Linked DNA regions of Sus scrofa: region 1 is linked to region 2. Evidence: chromatin contacts called from public HiChIP or PLAC-seq data. All regions are on one chromosome and are shown on one strand. Each heading gives the region's core, a stretch centred on a gene start, on an enhancer-like site or on the middle of the called end of the contact. The rest is flanking DNA. Distances are from core to core; before and after follow the strand shown.

Region 1 (3,021 bases), core at 168-2,667, 150 kb before region 2:
TTGGCTTTCAGGATCCCAGATTCACGCAGTTCAGCTGGGGGACCTTGGGAATTACAGCAGCACTCTTGAGAATCACTTGCCTTGAGTGTTAGATAGCTCCCTCTGTTGCCAAAACTCAGGCCTCAGTCCACTGGAGCTGAATAGAAACATGAGAAAGGAGAAAGAAATAGCTTTATTGGGAGTTCCCGTCGTGGCGCAGTGGTTAACGAATCCGACTAGGAGCCATGAAGTTGCGGGTTTGACCCCTGCCCTTGCTCAGTGGGTTAAGGATCCGGCTATTGCCATGAGCTGTGGTGTAGGTCGCAGACGTGGCTCAGATCCCGCGTTGCCGTGGCTCTGGCAGCTACAGCTCAGATTCGACCCCTAGCCTGGGAACCTCCATATGCTGCGGGAGCGGCCCAAGAAATGGCAAAAAGACAAAAAAAAAAAAAAAAGAAAGAAATAGCTTTATTGCTTTGCTGGGCAAAGGAGGCCACAGCAGGCTAATGCCCTAAAGGCTGTGCCCTCCTTTGGGGGAGAACAGGAAGTGGGCTTATAGTTTGGGAGTAGAAGGTAGGGCCACAGGTAAGGCTCAGGGTAGATGCAAGCTTGTATTCTTCAAATCTAGTGGCCCCAGGACTGGTGATCCTCCTCTCTAATTTTCATTTGTTGGGTGTTTTTGTTTTTTCTTTGGTCTTTTAGGGCCACACTAGCGGCATGTGGACGTTCCCAGGCTTAAATCACAGCTGCAGCAAACCATGTCTGTGGCCTACATCGCAGCTCACAGCAACACCAGATCCTTAACCCACTCACTGAGTGAGGCCGGGAATCAAACCTGTGTCCTCTTGGATACTGGTCGGGTTTGTGACCATTGGGCTACTGTGGGAACACCCTTATTGGGGGTTTTAGTTCTGCAAAAGAACTCAAAGATATTGTAATGGATATTCCTTCAAGAGAAACCTGGACACTGCCCCAAGGCTGCACTAGTTGACTGTTCTTACCTGTCTCTGCATCCCCTCACTTCCCTGATTAGCTACTGTTTGAACCTGCCCTTTAGAACTCAGGGAAAGTCATGGAAGCTGAAGCTTATTTATGGAAACCAAAAAATGGGGGACACAGAAAAGTTTGTGTGGAGGAGCCCACACGGCCCTGCTCAGTTTCTCTTGTACAGCGGTTTTTCAGAGAATCGATTCAAGTCCTAGGCAGTAGGTGGTAGCAATTCCCCAGAGAAGACCAGCAGGCTCAGCCTTGAGCTGAGACAAGGGCAAGGGAAAGAATGCCTGGCTTAGCTTTTACTCCAACCTTCCCTGAGGGTGTTCCCAAGCAGGCGAGGGCACCTCCGAGGGGGCGCACACCTCGCGCCTAGGGCTCTCCTGCGGAGGGACAGCAGACAAACTGCGCGGAGGAGGTGGCGGAGGCGGGCTCGGGAGGGGGCGGGCCCTCCCTGGGCTGGGCGGAGCTCGAGGGCGCCGGTGGCGCCAGGCAGAGGGGAGGGCCAGGCAGGTAGGCCTGGGCACGTGTTGGGGCGAGGGAGTCCCACGGGCAGGCGACACGCTGCGAGCCGCCGCGCACCGCTGGCAGAACGCAGGCAGCGCCGAGGTCAGCCTGGAGAGCGCCGGGACTTAGGCGGCGACCGTCGTAGGCGGGGCAGGAGGGTCAGCGCGGCGCCGGCCTCTCAGCCTGGCCCCGCACGGGGAGGGGGCTCGCGGTCCCCGCAGGGGCTGCTCCCCGCGCCACGTCCCTTCAGAAGGCAGGTGTCAGTACGTTATCGTCTCATCCCATGTCATAGCCCCTCCCCCAGGCCTGGGATTTCCCGGCTGCCCGGCCCCATTATCCCCAGGCCCAACCCCCGCGCCGACCCGCGGTCCCTGCCGGTTCTTCTTCTCAACTGGCCGGTCCGCCGCAGGAGACTCTGGTCAGGACGTTCTCACCCGCGTCACTTCATCCCTCTGCCTGGCTCACCCCAAGTCCGTGAACCCCGGGCCGGGTCCAGCCCATTGTCCACGGGCCCAGCTCCGCGCTGACCGCAGGCTCGGCCCTAGCCCCCACCCGGCGTGTCTCTCCCGGCAACGCGCGGCGACCCGAGATGCAACCCGCAGGCTGGGCGGCGGTCAGGGAGGCGGCGGGCCGCGACGTGCTGGCCGCTGACCTCCGCTGCAGCTTCTTCGCCTCGGCCCTGCAGAGCTACAAGCGCGACTCGGTTCTGCGGCCTTTCCCTGCGTCCTACGCCCGCCACGACTGCAAGGACTTTGAGGCCCTGGTAAGTGTGCTTTTTCCCGGCGCTGACCCGGGCGTCCCAGACCACGTTGCCCTTGGAATCCGTGTTAGTGAAGGTGCCAGCCCCAGACTTTCCTTGGGGAAAGGTTTCTAGGCGTTAAGAACACTTCTAAAGCACCAGGTGGCTGCTTCCTCTTGTTAATACAAGTGACTCCCCGGGTGAAGTGAGGAAATCAGCAATTGCATAGGCTTCCCCAAAATTTCCTAGTGTGGTCAGTAATGGGGAGTTGATTTGCGTCAGCTGATTCTGCTCAACCGGAAGTTAGTTATCCCTTTGCAAGTTATGAGACACCAGAAGTCACCAACGCCACCCAGACCTCCATCTTCAGATGAGGTAATATATGCGCAGTACTTTTGTAGATTATAACATGTACAGTATACATGTGAGCTGTTATTTCCTTGATGATTCACGAAGCACTCAATTTCTTGCAGAGTTCACCTCAGGGTCAGCATTCCAGGTATCAGTTATTTTTATAATCTAAATGTTTGGAATTATCGAGAAGAATATAACTTAACCAAATTGATTGATCAAAACCTACAATTATTAAAGACATTGAAGTAGTAGTCAAAGATTTTCCCTTAGAACTCCAGGACTACCTGGTTTCATTGGTGGGTTCTATCAGTCACTGAGGGAATAAGTAATCCAGTTTTATAGAAATTCTTCCAGAGTATTGAAAATTGGCTAGTGTAATCTTGAAATTTAATGAGATAATATCCTTTCCTGTATTATCCTTAAGAAGGATAATATCCTTAGAAAGGATAATA
Region 2 (2,759 bases), core at 50-2,549:
TTTAAATCAGTTTTTTTCATATATGTTTGTTGTGGCAGCAGCAGGGAAAGAGAAAGGGAACTTTCTTCACACTTGCACGAAGGATGTGATAGTGACCAAAGATGACAGGCAAAAATTTCTCCATGTGTTGGCATTCAAAAAAAAGTTGCCAGGTCCGTGGTCACCAGTCTGCGGTCTTCAGTCCGCAGTCTCAGGAAAGGATTCATATATCATGGGCTGCTTTATTCTAGTGACTGATTAATCCTTGACACTTTGATATGCCTCTAGAAAATTCTCCTAGTTGTAGATTCCACAGACAAAAAAGATCTGTTTATATTAATTATCCTGCATGGGTCCCACACTAGGAACACTGATCAAGCTTTCCAAGAAGCTTACTAATCTAGTACGGGAGGTAAAAACAAACATCAATGCATTATAATAATGGAAGTCAGATAGGTGCCAAGTGTGGTGGCACAGAAGGTGATAGTCTCTAAAGATCTGGAAGAACAGGTAGGAGTTTGCCAGAAAGGAATAACGAAAATTAAATCAAAATCTCAGAAATGTAAAACAACTAGGGAGTTTTAGGAGTTGAGAAATAGGCAAGTACAACTTCATGTCACTCCTCTGAGATGACCATTTAATATATTCTTTCCCCTCTCCATCCAACTGAAAATTTTGCCTTTCATTGAGAAACTGTCAAAAGATGGAACTCGTCTTCCCACCATCAAATCTGTAAATCTACCTTCTTCAGCACCCAACCTTTCTCTCCAGTTATAGCTGAAAGTTCTTTTTTATCAAAACTCAGTCATTCTACTTTATTATGAGGGGATCCCATTATCCCCTCTCGTATCTCAAGGCCTTCAGTTCTTTTATTATCTCTATTATCGGTCGTCTACTGAAACATTCCCAGCAGCATCTGAACACTGCCTAGTATTTCCTATTTCATGGAAGACCTTCCAAGCTTATTTCTTCCTTGTCTTACCAACTGTACCATAAGTCCCACTAGGGTGAAGACCATGCCTATTTTGGTAACTATAACCAGCACCTACATAGTGCTTCATGTATTTGGTGCTCCATACATTTAAAAGGAAAATTACATCTTGTATGCCAGGTTAGTTGTAATTTTATGCAGAAAGTAGGGGGAGCCATTAAAAGGGTTTTAAGCAGGAGATGGGTATCACTAGATGTGTGTTTTAGATTGTTGGGAAGGGAAAGCTCTTAGGTAAATGGAGGGAAACATAACTAGAGGTTTACTTGTGGACATTTCTTCAGCACTTGCTGTTTATCTCCTACCTCATCATTTTCTTCCCGTTTTACTGATCACTTCTCATCAGCATGCAAAACATAACCCCTTTGAGCCTACATCTTTACAATAAGTTACAAGTTCATCTTGCTGTTTCCAATTCCCTTCCAGGCTTTGATTCTGAGAAGAGAGGCTGATGGAAGGTTTCACACAGAGAAATAGCATATTCAGACTATGTTTTAAAAGACCACTCTGGTTGCAGTGTAGTGAACAGGCTATAGAAGAGCAAGGATGTAGTCAGGGACACTCAGGGCTGTTATAATAAACTGACTAGAAGATGATGAATTAGACTAAGATTATAGCAATTTAAGTGGAAGAGTGGATGGATAGGTGTTTTTGCAAACTTGATGAAAAGTGGTATTCCCTGTTCTTCAATTGGAAAACTCAATATTATAAAGATGTCTGTTATCTTTGTTAATTTATAAATTTAATATTCCAATAAAATGCCAACAGGTTTTAAAATTGAAACTAGGCAAATGGATTCTAAAGTTCATCTGGAAAAAAATGGTAAACAAGCAAAATGACAATGCAAATTCACAGGGCTTGCTCTGTGTTGCTCTGTTCATCTAATGCAACATCTCTATGAGGTAGATACTCCTATCAACTCTTCTTCAGCCCAGAATGGTTAAGTAGCTTTCCTAAGGTCATACAACTAGTAAGTAGCAGCCAGGGTTTAACCCCAGGTAGACTAATTCCAGAGCCTCTCCACTTAGCCAACACACTGAAGAATGAAGAGGACCTGCATCTTCTATTTTAAAAATATTATAAACCTTTAAATACTTAAGTGTATGCCAGTGCATGAATGAACAGACCAATGGAAAACAATGTTAAGTACAGAAATAGATCTCAAATATTCATGGATAAACATGGGAATTTAGTATTGGAAAAGGTGCTCTTTCTTTTCTTTTTTCTTTTTTTGGTTTTTAGGGCCACACCCATGGCATATGGAAGTTCCCAGGCTAGGGGCTGAATTGGAACTGCAGCTGCGGACAAATGCCACAGCAACACTAGATCTGAGCCATATGCTGCAGGTGTGGCCCTAAAATGACAAAAAATAAACATGTAACTGGCATATGAACTAGCAACTGAACTTCTGGGCATTTGTTCCTGGGAAATGGTTTGTGTTAGCACAAAAAACTGTATACACCTGTTTATAGCAGATTCATTCATGATAGCCCCCAGATGGAAACAAATCAAATATCTTTCAGCATGTGAATGATTAAAACAAAATGTAGTTTCATTTTATCCACACTTTTGCACACTTTTATTGTAATAAAAAGGAGCACTGATACAAGAACCTGGATGTATCTCTAAGGAATTACGCTGAGTGAAAACAGCAAATTCCAAAAGGTTATGTACTGTATGATTCCATTTATATAACTTTTTTTTTCTTGCCCCACCCAGGTCATGGAAGTTTCTGGGCTAGGGATCGAATCCCTGCCCCAGCAACGACCCAAGAGGCTGCAGTGACAACTCC

What was found. HiChIP or PLAC-seq counts read pairs in DNA pulled down with a chosen protein or histone mark.
Region 1: a contact with region 2 is called in an H3K27ac HiChIP or PLAC-seq map of alveolar macrophages. The contact joins the promoter of PARP16 here to the promoter of PDCD7 in region 2. A contact is called at or near these places in 1 of 5 promoter capture datasets (liver), 1 of 47 Hi-C or Micro-C datasets (liver) and 1 of 2 datasets of contacts at active chromatin or transcription factors (alveolar macrophages).

What each region holds. Positions count from the first base shown.
Region 1 is chr1:163,318,443-163,321,463 of Sscrofa11.1, reverse strand. PARP16 (mono [ADP-ribose] polymerase PARP16) reads left to right here and starts at 1,417. Exons shown (of 4, transcript XM_021100127.1): 1 at 1,417-2,239. The coding sequence starts at 2,066.
Region 2 is chr1:163,171,068-163,173,826 of Sscrofa11.1, reverse strand. It overlaps PDCD7 (programmed cell death protein 7), which reads left to right and starts at 1,299. Exons shown (of 6, transcript XM_003480441.4): 1 at 1,299-2,759.